Linked DNA regions of Mus musculus: all the other regions are linked to region 2. A link is a contact called in public HiChIP or PLAC-seq and promoter capture Hi-C data. All regions are on one chromosome and are shown on one strand. The core of a region is the stretch at or near the end of the contact, and the rest is flanking DNA. Distances in the headings are between cores, read along the strand shown. Region 1 overlaps Myhas (myosin heavy chain gene antisense RNA). Region 2 holds the start of Arhgap44 (Rho GTPase activating protein 44). Region 3 holds the start of Trim16 (tripartite motif-containing 16). Region 4 holds the start of Zfp286 (zinc finger protein 286). Region 5 overlaps Cdrt4os1 (CMT1A duplicated region transcript 4, opposite strand 1). Region 6 holds the start of Tvp23b (trans-golgi network vesicle protein 23B).

Evidence for each region. Promoter capture Hi-C pulls out the DNA fragments that hold promoters and counts their contacts. HiChIP or PLAC-seq counts read pairs in DNA pulled down with a chosen protein or histone mark.
Region 1: a contact with region 2 is called in a promoter capture Hi-C map of the C10 cell line, with 8 times the contacts expected there. The contact joins the enhancer-like site here to the promoter of Arhgap44 in region 2. A contact is called at or near these places in 5 of 39 promoter capture datasets (the C10 cell line, cranial neural crest, liver and 2 more).
Region 3: a promoter capture Hi-C map of cranial neural crest shows a contact between it and region 2. The contact joins the promoter of Trim16 here to the promoter of Arhgap44 in region 2. A contact is called at or near these places in 3 of 39 promoter capture datasets (cranial neural crest, hippocampal neurons and liver).
Region 4: a promoter capture Hi-C map of the 3T3-L1 cell line shows a contact between it and region 2, with 4 times the contacts expected there. The contact joins the promoter of Zfp286 here to the promoter of Arhgap44 in region 2. A contact is called at or near these places in 3 of 39 promoter capture datasets (the 3T3-L1 cell line and hippocampal neurons) and 1 of 115 datasets of contacts at active chromatin or transcription factors (embryonic forebrain).
Region 5: a contact with region 2 is called in a promoter capture Hi-C map of hippocampal neurons, with 7 times the contacts expected there. The contact joins the enhancer-like site here to the promoter of Arhgap44 in region 2. A contact is called at or near these places in 7 of 39 promoter capture datasets (the 3T3-L1 cell line, the C10 cell line, hippocampal neurons and 4 more) and 1 of 9 other capture datasets (embryonic trunk).
Region 6: an H3K4me3 HiChIP or PLAC-seq map of embryonic forebrain shows a contact between it and region 2, with 14 times the contacts expected there. The contact joins the promoter of Tvp23b here to the promoter of Arhgap44 in region 2. A contact is called at or near these places in 3 of 39 promoter capture datasets (the 3T3-L1 cell line, hippocampal neurons and liver) and 2 of 115 datasets of contacts at active chromatin or transcription factors (embryonic forebrain and embryonic stem cells).

The regions. Positions count from the first base shown.
Region 1 is chr11:67,226,454-67,229,211 of GRCm38.p6, forward strand. The region is part of intron 1 of Myhas (myosin heavy chain gene antisense RNA); the gene reads right to left. Among named protein-coding and RNA genes, the nearest start is that of Myhas, 9.4 kb to the right of the region's middle. Within about 2 kb of position 1,463, at least 6 of the 459 cell types and tissues checked have an H3K27ac peak or open chromatin away from gene starts, as enhancers often do.
Region 2 is chr11:65,161,614-65,164,313 of GRCm38.p6, forward strand. It overlaps Arhgap44 (Rho GTPase activating protein 44), which reads right to left and starts at 1,348. Exons shown (of 20, transcript NM_001099288.1): 1 at 973-1,348. The coding sequence starts at 1,025. LOC115487730 (a long non-coding RNA gene) reads left to right here. Exons shown (of 3, transcript XR_003949568.1): 2 at 1-776.
Region 3 is chr11:62,818,818-62,821,517 of GRCm38.p6, forward strand. Trim16 (tripartite motif-containing 16) reads left to right here and starts at 1,436. Exons shown (of 6, transcript NM_053169.2): 1 at 1,436-2,182. The coding sequence starts at 1,688.
Region 4 is chr11:62,788,014-62,790,738 of GRCm38.p6, forward strand. Zfp286 (zinc finger protein 286) reads right to left here and starts at 1,455. Exons shown (of 6, transcript NM_138949.4): 1 at 1,363-1,455; 2 at 917-1,076; 3 at 1-31. The coding sequence starts at 971.
Region 5 is chr11:62,996,295-62,999,083 of GRCm38.p6, forward strand. The region is part of intron 2 of Cdrt4os1 (CMT1A duplicated region transcript 4, opposite strand 1); the gene reads right to left. Gm46284 (a long non-coding RNA gene) reads left to right here. Exons shown (of 2, transcript XR_001780234.1): 1 at 1-1,674; 2 at 1,812-2,789. Among named protein-coding and RNA genes, the nearest start is that of Gm46284, 3.4 kb to the left of the region's middle. Within about 2 kb of position 1,532, at least 71 of the 459 cell types and tissues checked have an H3K27ac peak or open chromatin away from gene starts, as enhancers often do.
Region 6 is chr11:62,878,024-62,880,723 of GRCm38.p6, forward strand. Tvp23b (trans-golgi network vesicle protein 23B) reads left to right here and starts at 1,432. Exons shown (of 7, transcript NM_026210.5): 1 at 1,432-1,572. The coding sequence starts at 1,561.

The sequences.
Region 1 (2,758 bases), core at 213-2,712, 2.1 Mb after region 2:
TGTGTGTCTCTCTCTCCTATCTCTCTCTGTGTCTTTCTATGTCTTTCTCTCCCTTCCTCTCATCCCTCTCTCTCCCCATCTCCTTCTCTCTCCCAGTCTTCTTCTCTTTTTTCTTTAGCCAGAAATAATATCTCTATCAATTGCTAGAACTACTTTTAGTTTTTAAGAACTACTAGCCTAAGACATGGTATCCTGTATAATTTTAAAAAACCAAATTCATGGCCTTTGGGTTTTTTTTTGTTTGTTTGTTTTTGTTTTTTTTTTTTTTTTTTTACATAAACACACACACACACACACACACACACACACACACACACACACGTGGGGCATTGGGCTATACACAGACAGTCTGGTCTCCCTTGGAGCTGAGGTCTGAACCCCGGAGTGGTGCTAATTCACTTACATGGCATGGTAGGCATTCCCTCATGTCTCCTGGACTCAAGGCTCCAGTTGAAGTTACTGCCCCCACAGCCTCCACAGGAGAAGCGTGGTTAGTAGTCACATAGACAATGTCCCAAGCTTCTGACCTTCAGGCTAGACTCCTCCCAGTTCCCTAGCAACAGTAAAGTTAACAGTCCACCATAACAGGGGCTGCTTGGCCCCACTTCACCCTCTAACCTCTCCTCATTTTCTCCTCTCCTCTCCTCTCCTCTCCTCTCCTCTCCTCTCTCCTCTCACCACTCTCTCCCTCCCTCTTACTCTCTCTTTCTTACTCTCTAGCCTTTCTTCTCTCTTTCCTTTTCCCTCTTCTCTCCTCTTGGCCATGGCCAGTCTCTCTCTCTCTCTCTCTCTCTCTCTCTCTCTCTCTCTCTCTCTCCCCCTGCCTTTCTACAATAAAGCTCTAAAACCATAGACTGTCTCTGTTCATCAAGGTCCACTGCACTTGGATGATGGGATAGGCTTTCTCCTAATGAGCCATTTCTAATCTCCTGATGGAAGGCCTTCCTGTGATCCAGTCAAGGCCCAGACTAAGGACTCTTATCTGCGTGGAAACCACTTAGGGTGTGGCCCTGGGGCCCCTTGTTTCAGGGGCTGCCCCTTGTCCACCCCCCATCAAGTGGGGTCAGTGGCTTAGATGCCCACCAGGGGCCGAGTGAAAAGCGTCTGGCAGCTCTCCCACATCTGCCTGCCCAGAGCATGAGGAACTCTGGCCAGAAGTGGGCTATCCTCCCTTCCCCCTCTTCCCCTACACTGTCAACACACACACATGCACACACACACACACACACACACACATCATAGCCTATAAATACAGCTTTGCTTGCCTTCCATTACCCTCTAACTCTTCCTTCTCTGAGGCTCATGCCTACCTTTGTCAGTAGGAACAGATTACAGACTTGAAGATCCATATTCCTGCTGTGAGCCCCAAAACAAAACACTTTGATTCTGTTCCAGGCCTTCTATGCTCTTTTCAATGCTGGCACTGCATTCTTAGGGAACTAACTACTTGGTGGCTCAGAAGAGCCTTTATAGAACCCCTTCAAAACATATCTGCAAACAAGCCTATTAGTTGTGCGTTCTGAATCATCAGCCCTATTGACAAAGGATCCCAGAGTCTACCTGGAAACAACACTCACATCTGTCTGAGATCCTGCTAACAGAACTGCCAACTACAGCATTCCAGACCCCAAAGCAGCCTCAAAATCCAGCTCTATCACAAACCTACTCAAGTCTACTCAATCACAAACCTAGAGGCAATCCCATGAGTCCTGTGTTGTAACAGGGTAGGGTCTTGCCCATGTAGAAAAACTGAAACTTATATTTGTCCTTTATGTGTAGAGACATCAATGCAAAGTTTACACTGATAATGATCAGGCAAATGCAACACCAGTAAAGGGAATAAGTAAAGCATAATAATAATAATAATAATAATAATAATAATAATAATAACAATAATAACAACAACAATAATAATAATTAACCAGAGCAATGGAGATCAATCAACATTCTGAAAAAGGATTCAAATAATCGTCTTAAAAATCTTATTAAATAAAAAATTTAAAATTCAGAAATGTATAACTAAACAAAATCAGGACAATAATTTATAAACAAAAAATGAAGCTTAATAATAAAAAAAAGAGAGAGAGAAACCAGGAACTGAACATCCAGATCTTAGCACAACTGGCACCATATGAGAGGGACCAATCTCACCTTAAAACCCAGCACACAGGGCCAACATCTGCTAAAATGAGAACAAAGACCTAATCCATCAGAGACCTCGTCCATCTCTCCAGGATTCAGGAAAGTCCCTAAATGTACTAACCCTGCCTTTTGGTGTCTGTCGTTCTGATTCTCTCTAGCTATTCTTGCTAACTAAAGTGTATCTTATGAGGATGTGGTTTTGTACATAAAATAAAAAGAACTGTGAGGATCAGGGCTTGTACAATCTGGGCAAGTTCCCAGACATGCAGACACCCACCAGCGATAAAGACTTTTATTTCAACTTTCTGAGTGTTCATGTGTACTCTCTGGTAGACTTACCTCAAAACACAAGGACAGAACGGAAAGACCCAGTTCCAACATCACACTCAGTCACACAAAAGAAAACCTAGTGAAGGCCAAGATGCACCATTTGAAAGTACCAAATTGTAAGAGAAATGGGGAAAATGAATGAACAAAGCATAGATAGGGATTCTGGAACACTACCAAGTATGCAAATATATGGGTTGTGGGAGTGCCAGAAAGAGAAGAGTGAGAAAGGGAAATAGGAAGCTAAATTAAAGGCTGGATACATTTCCCCCAATTTTTGGAGGGATGT
Region 2 (2,700 bases), core at 98-2,597:
TTACTTTAAACTGCACACCTAAATTCCTTTAACAACCACACAGAAATCCGGCCCTGGGCACACAGATTCCATGAAAAATCCCCCTCTATCTAACAAGCCTGTGTTTCAAGAATGTCTAGCTTTGGACGGGACCCACTAAGAATCCTTATGTAACCTTAATAGATCTTGGCACCCCACAGATCCGCTCCTGGAGACACTGGCCCAGATCTAGTCCATGTTCACCAAGATGAGAGCAGTCTGGGTCCTGCAGATTCCTGGGGCCAAGCTGTTCTGGACTGGGAGGGAGGAGAGACTGTCCCATCCCCTACCTGGCTGAGAGCCTCTGATCCTCCTCTCTCTGATCCTCCTCTCATCTTCCAAGGGAGTTGAACCTCACTTTCGCAGCCTCCCTCCCTCCCTCCACTGAAATCAGTCTTGGGACCGAGCCTACATCAGCCAGCACCTTCCCCCTTCTCGCCATCCTTTCCCCACCCCCAAACGCTGAGGAAAAAACAGCCAGGAAAGTGATCCAGCATCCCATACAGTCACAGCCCCTGAAAACAAACAGGGCTCCAGTGGGGAAGGAGGGTGTCGACCAGGCCCAACACTACCTCAGGACCCTAAGCAGCCCTGAACTGGGCGCAGGGAGGAAGAGATCTCCAGAGGCAGCCAACGACTCGGCAGCCAGCAGCTCCAGCAGAGCAAACACCTGTTTCCAGGAAGAATCGCTACCAGAGGAAAAGGGAGTCCCGAGGAAAGGCAGAGAGGGCGAGGTGAAGGGGCAGCTGGGGACGCAGGTGAGGATGCGTCACTCTCTGAGCCTAGACCGGCGAGCGAGAAGCGAGCAGGGGTCGGGAGAGGAAAGGTCTCACCAACGACCCGCGCGGACCCAGGAGGGACGCACAAGCTCCAGGCCGGGCAGCTCCATCACCTGCGCCTGGCAGATGCAGCCCCGCGGGCGTGCCGGCCCTGGGCGGCCAGCGGGTGACCTACCTGCCCACCGTCTGGTTGGCCAACTGGCGCATGCGGTTAAACTGCTTCTTCATCGTGGCCCCGCTGCCGCGCTAGCCCGGGAGCTGGGGAAGGACTGAGCTGCCCGGAGCCCACCGCAGGGTTACATGGCTCCCGCGCCCAGCCTCCCGGGCGACGGCGGCGGCACTGCGGAGCCTGGGGAGCCGCCTGGCCCGCGCCCAGCCTCCCGAGAGCACCTCCGCCTAGTCCGCCCGCCGCATCCTTCTCTGTGCCACGCCCGGGGCCGCCCAAGGCGCCCGGCGGTCAGCCCCAGCTGTAGCTAGCCCCCAGCCCCAGCCCGGCGAGCGAACCGGGGAGTCTCCGCAGGCTGGCTAGCCAGCTGGCCGGGTGGTCCCCGTGCGCCTGTGCGGAATGCGCCGTGCATGCTGGGACTTGTAGTTTGCCGCTCCCACCTTTCCTCTGTCCAAAGTTTGTAGGGACAGCTTTTGTGCAGAGGTGAGAGAAGACAGTATGACCAAGACGTTTAGGCTTTAGCCTTGTAGTAAAGGAAATACTTTCGTGCTTGAATAGTGAAACCAACGACACAACAACAAACAGAGTAAACGTCTGACTCCTATTTTCTCTCAAGCGAATGCGAGATGTTCAGTGTTGAATTCATATGAAGATATGTTAGGCAGATGTGTTCGTTAAATTGTATAAAGTCACCTTATTGGTGTTCAATCACAGTGTTAAGCTTGGGACAAAGGGGTTTCGAACTAGGCGTAGCATGCATCCCAAAATGCCATCCTTAATCTTTTTCAAACCCAGTAAGTAACCAAAAGTTTACATAAGATTGAATCAGTAACGTCTTGTCTACTAGCACAACCTGAGACAGCTTTCTTGTATGATTTAGATTCTATTACCATAGCTATGTCCATCTCCTTACCGCCACTAGACCTGAAATGGTATCAGCTGGGCAGCCCACTGGCATTTACCAGCTGGTTGAAAGAAATTGTGGCTCATTAGACTTGGAAGGTGGCAGGTGAGGGGGACAGCAAATGGCTCAATAGGTAAAGAAGCCTATTGACCTGTGTTCAGTGTCTAGAACATACACGGTAGGAGAAAATTAACTCCTGCATGTTGTCTTACGTACACACACACTAAATAAATATAAATAATGTAAAAAAAAGAAAGAAAATCACATGTGATCTCAATTAGTTGTCATCTTTATATATATCAAGTCAGAGTTGTTGGGCAGTAGAGACATTGGATCAAACAAATGTGAGTCTTCCCATTAGAATCTCACATATTTAATCAGCAATTTTAGGAAAACTGCTGGGACTCTCTCATCTCCAGCTTCCCTATCTCAAGTAGAAAGCACTGCTGTTTGGTAGATGGAAATGAAAGAGTGCTGTTTTCCAAATCTAACTACATACAGGCTATCATGTAGTCCACTGTGGCAGATACAATGGAAGATAGCATAATGGGAAAATCCAGGATCATTCCTATTATGAAAATAGTTTAAAAAAAAAAAAAAAGGAAGAGCATCCATCTATGACCCGAGATTCTCTGCAGTGTGTTGATTACAGTAGAAAGATGCCCTAAATATGGATGTAAGTGTCTTACTGGCCAGCGGAACAAATGATGGTTTGAGGCATGTTTTGGCTGAATGAACATGAAATCTTTAATTAATTGTGAGCTCAGCCTCTGCTTATTAGGTCAAGAGTTCTGGTCAATTAGCAGTGAAGGCATCGTGCTTGTGACTGACTG
Region 3 (2,700 bases), core at 186-2,685, 2.3 Mb before region 2:
TTATTAGCTGGATGTGGGGCTAGTTTAGCAACTGTCTCTTCGTGGAGATCACAGAGTAAGATACGGGGCCTAGAAAGGCTGGAGAGAGCTGTATGTGGAAGGGGACAGTGCCTTCCCTCTTCTACCCGATGGCCCCTTCCTGTGCCCATTCTCAGCCAGCTCCTGGAATGCCCTAGAAGCGGACACTGGAGGGTCAGGGTTATAAACATCCATCAATTTCTGTGGTTTCAGAACCAGGATGCTTGCACAGGGTGGCAAACACAGAGACCATGCGTTTCGCAAAAGAGAAAAATCATATTTGAAGGCAGCTGAGCTGAGCATGGAAGGGGAGAAGCACAGTTAGATCCACTTCCTGGAGGGTGGGGTCTGGTGAGGATTTATGAGATAGGGAAGGGTGGCTGAGAGGACCATAATCGGTCCTCATGGCTCTTCGTGGGATGCATGTTCAGGACAGGTCAGTGTTAGAATGTTCTGAGGGCAGAAGTTTTGGTCTTCTGATGCCAAAAGGTCACCCACTAGTTACCTGCTCAGGTCCAGATGAGTCAATTTCAACAAAAGGCCATCAAGTTTCGGAGAAGCAAGCCAGACAACTGTTATCATCAAAGCCCACATGTTAGAGGTTTATGGCAGAGAGTGGAAGGCCAGGGCCCTGTCCACTGGGTGGCTTCTCACATGAGTGAGTTTTAAAAGTCAACCAGAAGTGGAGCTAGGAGGACGGTTCAGTGGGTAAAGTGCTTGCTAGGTGTGCATGGCCACCTGCAGCCATGCAATGGTGCTTATCTGTAACCCCAGCACTGGGGCAAGAGTCTAGAATATCCCTCTGACTTGCTGGCCTGCTGCGCTAGGTGACCTAGCGTGTTCCAGGTTCACTGTGAGGTCCTCTCTCATGAAATGAGGTGGAGAGCAATTAAGAAAGACACTAGATGTCAAACTCTGTCACACACACACACACACACACACACACACACACACGACTAAAATAAAACAAAAGTCTGATAAAAGCAAGTTATTAAAAGCAGATAAAGCTAGATTGACTATGTCTGTCTGTCTGTCTGTATGTCAGGTTTTGTGGTGGTGGTGGTAGGACCAAGCTGGTGGCTCATTTAGGATTAGCAGCTGCCCTATTATCAAAGTCCTTACATTTTGGACCCCTTTAAAAATATATGGAGTAGAGAGAAGGGGAGGGGGAGGGGAGAGAGAGGGAGGGATGGAGGAAGGAGAGAGAGAGAGAGAGAGAGATCCACCGCAAAATATGGCTTGTGGGACCGCTCAAAGCCGCAGAGGCTTACAATAGAGCTCAGGAATCTTGCCCTTTTTTCCAGTCCCACAGGCACACGTGGTCTCCGGAAGAGCCTATGGGGTGTGCGTGAATGAGTCCCGTAAGAATAGAAGTTTCAGGGCTGGGCTAGGAATGAGAATGAGAAGCCTGAGCCAAGGAACAGACACAGGAGCCAAGTGGCAAGGCAGTTCTGAGCCTTGTCACTGTGGCTGGCTACTAGCCAATCTGGAGGAGCCTCGTCCTGTCTGAGTAACTGAGCTTCCTCGGGAGGGAGGAAACAGTTAATGTCTCAGGGCAGCTGCAATCTGCTAGGCGTGGCTCTCTGGTTTGACTTGGGCTACTCAGATCCTGAGCCAAGGGACCGCGAGGAAGGACGCCTTAGTCCTTAGTCCGCAGAGCCTCCACCAGATGGCTGAATTGGATCTGATTGCCCCGGGGCCTCTGACCGGGGTCACTGCTCACCCTTTGGCCCCTCTCGGCCCAGACCCTGTGTCAGCTATCCCAGCAGAAAAAGAAGATGCGGACCCTCTCAGCAAGTCAGGTGAGGAAACCCAGGAGCAGGGTCATGACCCCGCAGAGGTCGGGGCTCCTGGTGAAGAGGATCAGATCTTGTGTGACTTCTGTCTTGGGGCCAGCAGAGTAAGGGCAGTGAAATCCTGTCTGACCTGCATGGTGAACTACTGTGAGGAGCACCTGCGGCCACACCAGGAGAACAGCAAACTGCACAGCCACCAGCTAACCGAACCCGCAAAGGACCAGGATCTACGCACCTGCCCTGCCCACCACAGCCCTTTGGTTTCCTTCTGCCACACGCACCAGCAGTGTATCTGCCAGGAATGCGGGGAGGGTGAACACAGAGGCGACAGTACTGTCTCCCTGGATGCAGCCCGCAGGAACAAAGAGGTGAGTAGTGGGGTCTGTCGCCTGGGAGGGACCAGTGGGAGGAGGTGTCCCCAGGGAGAGGTCACACATGCTGCATTTGTGGCTCTGTTGATGCCAGTTTGTTCCGAGTCAACAGAGGAGAACTTTAGCGGTAGTGCCTGGGTGTTGGTTCGCTGTAAGTATCTATAGCCGCTGGCTTTGGAAACAAAAGTGGGTCACTGTCCCCATCTCAGTGTCCCTGTTGCTGTGCGGTCTCTATTGTCTCTGCCAGGCATAGGAATTTCCTGCTGTTTCTAGTTAGAGTTTAGTAATGTGCATTTGGGTGTGTGCTGTAGAAGGTTAGCCTCAGGAGTGTGGTATTTCCCTCTGGCAGGATCTGTGAGGCATATATCAACCCATGAAAACCTTGGCAGAAGTCCAAGGGAAAAGAAGAAACCTCAGACTTCATTTCTCCTTTTCTTCCTTCCTCTCTTTCTTAACTTCTTTCTTTCTTTCTTTCTTTCTTTCTTTCTTTCTTTCTTTCTTTCTTTCTTTCTTTC
Region 4 (2,725 bases), core at 205-2,704, 2.4 Mb before region 2:
TGGGAAAGGAGAGAATCCGGGGAAGACAGAGCTAAAGGGAAGAAAGCGGTAGGGACTGGGTCTGGACCTGGCTCTCTACTCAGTATAATCTAAACCCCTCCACCACACCAAATGCACTCCCTGTTAACAAGGAATCCAAAACAAACTGCTACTTTCCGGTACTGTAAAATATGCTCAGGCACGTTGCTCCACTAGGCTTGAATTTAGTTGCTCTACTCATGACGTATCCCCTCAAACTCTCTGGTCTACAAACTAGAATAAGTAAATTTCCACTATAATCTACCTAAAGTAGACTCAGTGTTTTGTTTTGTTTTGTTTTGTTTTTTTAAAATCCCTTTAAAGCTTCCTTAAGGCGGAGATTGCTAGATCTCACCTCCAAATTCTGATTGGTTGAGTTTGAGGTGACATCTAGCAACCTGAAAAGGACCCCTGGAGGGAATTTTGGCATAGTAAGTCACCGAGGGGAGTTTAAGATACACAGGTCTCCTAGTGCTGAAGCCAGCCCCTACCTTCCGTGCCTGTGAAGCAGGTCGTGAGCGATCTGTGTTGAAACAGCACACACGTTAACTATGGATAAAGTGGGATAACGTATGGAAAAATATTTTTTTGTCAACTACAAAGTTGAATTCTTGGATCCACGATGGAAACCAGGATGGGGCAATAATTTGGAAGAACTTGTGACTACATTGTGACAATGTCCGCACTGGTGGGACCATTGTGCAGCACACTTAAGTGGAATGGGGACTGACCCATAGTAAGCCCTGCAACGTCTCAGAGCTCACCTATCCTCAAGATAGCGTTGACAAGTCGCCATCTTTTCCCAAGAACCACTTAACCCACGACAACGGTGGGTTTCCCCTTCAAAAGGAAGATTTCCACTCTCCCATGATGCACACCAACCCCTGGGCAATTCTACCTCTTTTCTGAGGCACTTCGGCCAAACCCGTCTCCATGATCACCACCTCTTCCATGCCCCTAAGGTCCTGCTCTTCTCGCGCAGTCAGCAGTCCACGGAGCCTCGAAGGACTTCTTCCCTCTTGGGCTCTGTAGAGAGTGTCGCTCAGATCACGTGGGACCTGGAAACCAGGGAAAGCATCCTGAATCTGAGTCCTCACCTGTCTGTTTCTGGCTCCTGGAGCTGTCCCCTAGGGGACTGAGTGCCTGAGAGGTAGAGGGCACAGACAACCCCTCCAGCTCCGTCCAGCTCTCCAGTATGCACCGGGGTCCTAGATGGCCCGTGGGGCGGGGAGGGAAGGGGACGAAGCTCAAGAACTACAAACTCCAGTCCTCCCTGGCAGAGAGCAACTACTGGACCACCGCCGAGGTAAAGCGAGGACCGCAGCATCCTACCAAGAAACTCACCTCCCATCCCAGGCCTGACAAAGGCTACGAACTTCTCCGCTTAGCTCTGAGTCGCGCATGCGTGACATTTTGCTGGGCAAATCCAGGAACTACAACTCCCAGAAGCACCTGCGCGCTGCCCGACCCCCTGTTTCTTGGCAGGTTGGGACCACGAGTGGCTCAGCGGCACAGCGGGATCTCTCCCTCTCGCGAGAGAAAAAGGTGCATCGTGCGTGGAATCCCGCAGTAACGGAAGGTTGGGACGTGGGAGACAAAGTCTCTCTCTCTCTGCACCTTTGTTTGCACAATTACATCTATGTAGCTTCAGCCCAAATTTCTTTACTGTTGGCATGTGTATATGGCTTTTAGCCATGGTTTGGCCTTCCCTAAAACCATCCTTTGACTTCAAACTATATGAAAGCTGTAGTTTTAGAGCAGGATCCATGTAGTACTCTCATCTATCCCAATGGACTTGTATTTCATCTATTTTGCAATCGTAAAAACGTATATGAGCAGAGCTGACAATATTGAGCCAGTTTCCACACACTTGAGCAGTAAGTTCTTTGCAAGGAAAAAAAAAGTTCATTTGTCGAAAAAGTTGGACTCTCAAGGGCCTGTGGTTAAGTTAAACCTACTTTAAAGTCACTTTTGCCAAACAGCCCCATCTCAGTGCGTGCATTTACTCTAGTGCACCATTTGCATATGCCAAAACCAGAATACACTCAACTTTTGATTCTCACCATCTAATCACCAGATCCTGTTCATTTCTCAGTTTCTACTCTGCTCTGGACCCTCTTCCACGGCTGTCATTGATCCTACACTCCCTGTCTCGTCCACCGCTTCTCCCTCTGTGACCATCATAATCTCTCCATATGAAGACATCCCATTTCCTCTACTTCCTTCATCCCCACTGGGTTCCTACTGGAGGTCCCATTGTGCTCCAGACTCATTAGATCCATTGGGAGAAAGAGACTCAGAGGGAGGCAATGGTCCTTGGTAATCTATGTCTTCTTTTCCCACTTCAGATCTGTACAGCTGCAAAACCTCCAATTCCTTTTCTCTGAAAAACTTCAAACTCTGACTTTTCCTCTAGAATCTGTCTGCTGTTCCTTTGGTCTCACTTGGGATGATTGTCAACAACTCCTTACAACTCTGTTTACTTCAGTGTAACATGAACAAGGAAAGTATTAGGGCAAAGAAGGCTGTTTGTCCTTGGCTGCTGGTACAGGTGGAAGTGGAGAAGCTTCAAATTTTTGAAGAAGCCTTCCCATGCAAATGTGCTGAGTGGGACCCTGATAAATTCACCAGCTCTCAAGACTTAGGCCCTTTTCACAGCTATTTATGTCTGGGATTTGGGGTTCAGTTTGAAAACCCACTAACTTGT
Region 5 (2,789 bases), core at 282-2,781, 2.2 Mb before region 2:
AGGCAATATAGAACACCTGTATTGTGTCCGCACAGGGCCCTGACACTTGGCACACACTGTAGGGTGCTTGGCCACGTACTGCAGACATGGAACAAGAGGCAAATTAACTATGAAATTATGTTGCTTCCCGTAAAGGTTACAGACTACACTTGGAATTTCATCACCCCGTATTCTATGCCACCCCACACTCTGTACCTCACTCTAAGCATGGCTGACTTTTCCATGTAGAGCCTCCTTGTGGGTACACAAACTGAGTGTAGGTGGTATGACCTTGACTTTATATTCCAGAGGCAGTGAACATTCCCTCCCCACCTCTGGCATTTCTAGGTGGTTCTTTTACTGACTCATGCGCTTCCTGTCTCCATTCAACCTTTCAGCGACCCAGAGCGGCCCAACCCATTCTTTTCAGTAGAGAGAGGGACCTGAGATGTCGCAGGATTTCAGACAAGTTGGGAACTTGACTCCTGGCACTGTTTCTGCACATGGGCCAAGTGGGCAGATATTTTTTGTAGAGAACAGTCAGTTTGAGAGCCAGCAGCAGCTGGAGGGAAGTTGGTCTGAGTGTGGCTGACTCTTTATTTATACTTTTGCACACTGGAACCTGTGCATATTCACTTTACTGTTTAGAATCCTGAGACAAGCTTACTTTGGTAAGTGGGTGATAGTGGAAGTAAGAGAGCCTTGGTTGGTCCTCAAGTAGTTCAGTACCGAGTGTGGGGGTCACTTTTGAACTCAATACTTTGCCTGCTCTCAGATCACCTCAAATTTCTATCGGTGATAGTTCTGCTGGGTTTGGTCTGCAATTGCTGAGCCCAGGGTATATTGTTAAGCAGCTTTCCCCGAAACTCTTCTTCATGTGGTCAGATTGCTCTGTGCCTGTGGTCCCGTAGGTATTGAACAAGTCTGGCCACATTCTCCTGTGTTCCCTGGAGTGTGGTATGTGTACTGGGCCAGAATTGGTGCTCAAATATTGAGTAGGGAGTTTTTAAGAGCAAGCTCTAAGACTCAAAACAGAAAGTACCAAGAAGAGACTACTTCAGTGACAAGAGGTTAGTAAACACACATTTTTTTTTTTTTTTTTTTTGTAGGTGGGAATAGGCTGCCTTGCCGTAAACTCTACTCCTAGTCTTAATTCTATTATCTAAATAAGAATAATGGACACCTTTTATGTACTTTTTCTTTTAAGGTACTGGGAAAACAGAAGGAACATGAGACACAAAGTCATACATAAAACACATGGTTAGTCTGTCCCTTTAAAAAAACCTTTCAAGCCTTCATGAGGAGATTCCAAGCTTATTTTTCTTTCTCTAGCCTTTATCAGAAGGGACATAATTCCACAGCCCTAATGCAGCATGCTGACAGGCATCCTGCAAGTGCACACCAAGTGCTTGCTTGTGCCAGGCAGCGTGCCAGGGCCTTGGGTGGACATGGCAGACATGCAATTCTATTTTTGTGGTAGAGACAGACACTGGACACGCATACGGTCCGGGCAGCATAAGGAGTGCTTTGCAGAAGCAGGGGGCACTGTAAGAGTGGATTTGCCGAGGGCTCATGACCTCCCTTCCTCATGCAGAGGGGATGATGGGAGGAGGCAGGATTAGTCTCAGGACAGCTGCTCATAAAAGAGAGTGAGGTCATGTTGAAGCTGTGGCCAAATTGAATTTTCGTGGCTGGGTGAGTTTTTAAAACTTTGCAGAGCTGTCTTCAGTTTATATTCAGCCCCGGTTTCCGTGTTTGTTTCTGTAGCACCATGGAGCCGATCCCTAGTTCAGGCTGGCTTTTGGTGACAGCATCTCCCTTTCTGGTCCTAGTGACAACACGGAAGAAGTGCCAAGCGTTTGCCTGGTGGTCTGTCCTGGACAACTGGGCTGGACATTGACAAAGGAGACCTTGAGGACTCTTGAGCGTTCATGCCAGACCTGGGCAGGTGCCAGACCCCAGCCTCCAGCAGCCTTCAGATTCCAACCTCCATTTCCCTAGCTCTCTCATGCAGAAATGCCAGTTCTGGCCTTCATGTTTTCTCCCCGCAGCCTGCTTACTTTCCCAGATCTCTGTAGTGAGGGCATGGGCTGCATTTTAATCTTGACATTACTCTTTATTGTCATGGTTCTTTCCTTTTCCTCTGTCCCTTCCTCTCTTTCCTTTCTTCTTTCCCTTCCTCCTTATCTACTTCCTGCTTCCCCTTCATTCCCTTTTCTCTTTTTTCATTACCTTTTGATCTCCATTGGTGTGTGGGTGTGATTGATTGATTGCAAAATAAAATGATGCTGCTTGTAAGTAGCTGGTTTTCTTACAACCTGTGAATACAGATTCTGACCTCTGCAAACTTTCGGAGGGCATGCTCTTTTCATATGCAGTTATCAGGAGTAGGAGTCTTCATCCCAAGGACAGTGGGAAGTTCCCAAGCCTTTCCTGAAAAACTCTGAGGGATGCTTGCATAGTCCACAAAATTGTCTCGATGGCCACGTGTCAACCTGGCCACCAGTATCATCCCAGAAAAAGAATTATCTTCCTTTACTTTGACATAGCCATTGGGGCTCTTGCAGACTCCCAAAGCATAGCGCTGTGTAGGGCATAAAAGCCAAACCTTGAAGGCTTAGGGAGAAGAGCAGCAGAATGCTAGTTGCTGCACGACAGGGTGACTTTCAGGGGCCCACAACCTAAGCTTGATTTCTGTTCTGTACTGAAGGCCAGCTCCACTTTGAACATGGATCAGTACAGTACCCTGCAGTGCCTCTGTTAATCCTAGAGACAAAGCCTCCTGCAGCCCACTTTCTCCTACCAATAGC
Region 6 (2,700 bases), core at 182-2,681, 2.3 Mb before region 2:
AGAGTACAGTCCCTACATAGAGGCTCAACACCCCAGGCAGACTTTCCCCGTCATTAAGTTCCAGTTCTTGAGGGTGAGGGGAGATAGGGGCAAGGCAGGAGGACAGAGCATCTAGTCAGTTGGTACTAGGAGGCAACACCCTGTTTCAAAAGCAAGCAAAGAACCCCCCCCCCAACACACACACACCAGTCCTCCAAAAAGGAAGACAAAAATCCTAACAAGTGGGAAATTCACTTTCTTGTCAAATGCTCTATATCTTAAAATATGGTAGTGAATTCAAATTGCATTCATATAAAAAGTGAGAACCAAAAAAATTTTTTTTCCACACAACCTCACAACACAGGGTGGGCCACCAAAATCTTTGTCCAAGCAGGTTAGGACATAGGTCATTTGTCCAGCTTCACACGAAGATGCGCAATTACCTTGCCTGCTTTCTCTTTTTTGGGAACTAGGTCCATGTTTCTTCATTATTGTAACACTGGGTTTGACATAGTCCTGGCAAAGAACCAGATAAAACCCCGGGTTCTGTGAAGAGTCCCTTCAGTTAAGAAAAGGTGAGAGGGACATTGCATGAGCCTCCAACAGTCTGACATAGTTGAGCAAACAGAATATCTCTATCATTACAGTTGCAAAGATGGCTTTAAACTCTCTGAATTTGTCTCGAAAAACCAAAAAAAAAAAAAAAAAAAATCTCTGAATTTTAGGTCTAGGCATGATCATGCCATCAGCAGGTGACTTAAAACAGTAATAAAAGCAAATTTGTGCCACTTTACTAAATGCTCTGTAAAGCCATCACCGTCCTTCCCACTTTACAGCCGAGGAAGGATGTACATAGAGATTGGTTATATAATTGGTACATGGAGGGCAGAGGCGCGATACTGGCCTCTCTTCTTGTTCTGAGGTTATGCCCCTTACAGCAGTACCCTCACTGCTTACGCTAGTCTTCTTGTCTCTTTCTTACTCGGTTTTTTTTTTTTTAATTTCTTTCCAAGGACACATTTATTTCTCAATTTTCTTTAACATTTAAATCGCTTAAGAAAGACTATACTAAAATACAATACATTTACAAGGTTAAATTATAAAGCTCCGCCTCTCTCAGGGCGTCCCTGCTGGTGGTAATGACTCACAGTTTGTACTTCTTTGGTAGCAAAAAACATTTTCCATTCATAACCCAAGAAACTTCGCTTTAGAACCCATTAAGTTAGCCAGTTTATTCCCAAGCGTTTTGCTTTTCCTTAGAAGTGCAGCCCTTGCCCCTGCTCACGCTTGCCCCGCCCACCTCCACCTCAGCCCCTACAGAGTCTCTGCGTCAAGGCCCCGCCCACACACCCCGCCTCCTACCGCCCGCGTCCGTCGCGTGGACCAGCTCTTTCCGCCCCGCCCACTATGGAGCCCCGCCCCAAGGTATGGACCCGCCTATCGCCTTCCGGTCTCTGGAGTTGCGCCCTCCCACCAAGTGGCTTCCTGGTGCGCTTGTGACGTCGGCTGTAGAGCTGGATCGCGTGGCAGCTTTGCTGTCGTGGCTCTCGGAAGTGGGGGGCGGGTTGGCGCAGGGTCGTCATGTTGTCGCAGGTGAGGGATGGCGGCCGAGCGCCGGTAGCCGGTGCTTGAGTTGGGGCTGGGGGTCTTGCCCAGTCGCCCGAGGCTGTTGGGTCCGTGTGCCCGCCCACTGCCTGAGCTGTAGGAACTGCAGGTGGGTGGGTAGGAGGGCCAGCCCCGGGCAAATTGTCGCTAGAGGGTTTGTGGACTGTGAGGGATAGGGTGCACCGGCGACCCCGGAGGCACAGAGGCCTCCTGTCAGCGGGTGTGGAGCACACTCGCTGCAGGATCTCTGGGTGTGAGGTCGGGGGTAACCCGTCTTCCCATAGCCTGCCCGGATGAGGGGAATGGCCTGTAGGGCCCTGATACACAAGTTCAGGGCGATCCTGTAGGGAGAGATTGCCAGAGCCTTGGGTTCCAGTGTTACTACGCTGTACACAGATAATCACGATGGTTATCGCCTTTGTACCCGTAGAGGTCGATGTAGCCAATTGTCCTTCGGCCAGAGATTAGTACATGTAATATATTTTCTTCCTTTAAAATTTTACTGTGAAGCTGGGCGTGGTGGCGCACGCCTTTAATCCCAGCACTCGGGAGGCAGAGGCAGGTGGATTTCTGAGTTCGAGACCAGCCTGATCTACAGAGTGAGTTCCAGGACAGCCAGGGCTATACAGAGATATACAGGCTATACAGAGAACCCTGTCTCGAAAAACCAAAAAAACAAAACAAAAAAACAAAAAAAATTTTTTTTTTACTGTGAACTCCCATGTAGATTGTGTCACACGGGTTTCATTGTCAGGTTGGGATGTTCAAGGAGATGGGATCTGCAAAGGGCAGGATGGCTGGGGGTGGGGGTTGGGATGGGGAGAGGTTAGGTTGGGGAACAACATATTTTCAGATCATAATAATAAAGACATAGTGACATACCAAGTGTCTCAGGATGGGCCAACTAGAATCTGTGATAAGAAAAGTCTACTTTGTGGAAATGTGGAGTAGAAAAAATTCATTGATGGTTTCAGCTCAGCTCTGAAGGTGCATTTAGATCCGCTTCTTCCTACTCCTAGGTCTGTGACCATAAGTCCTTCCACCTGTTGGGCATTTGACATTTTTTATAGTCATTACCTTCCTTCCCCCAGGCAACCTGTGCATTAAAATTTCTCT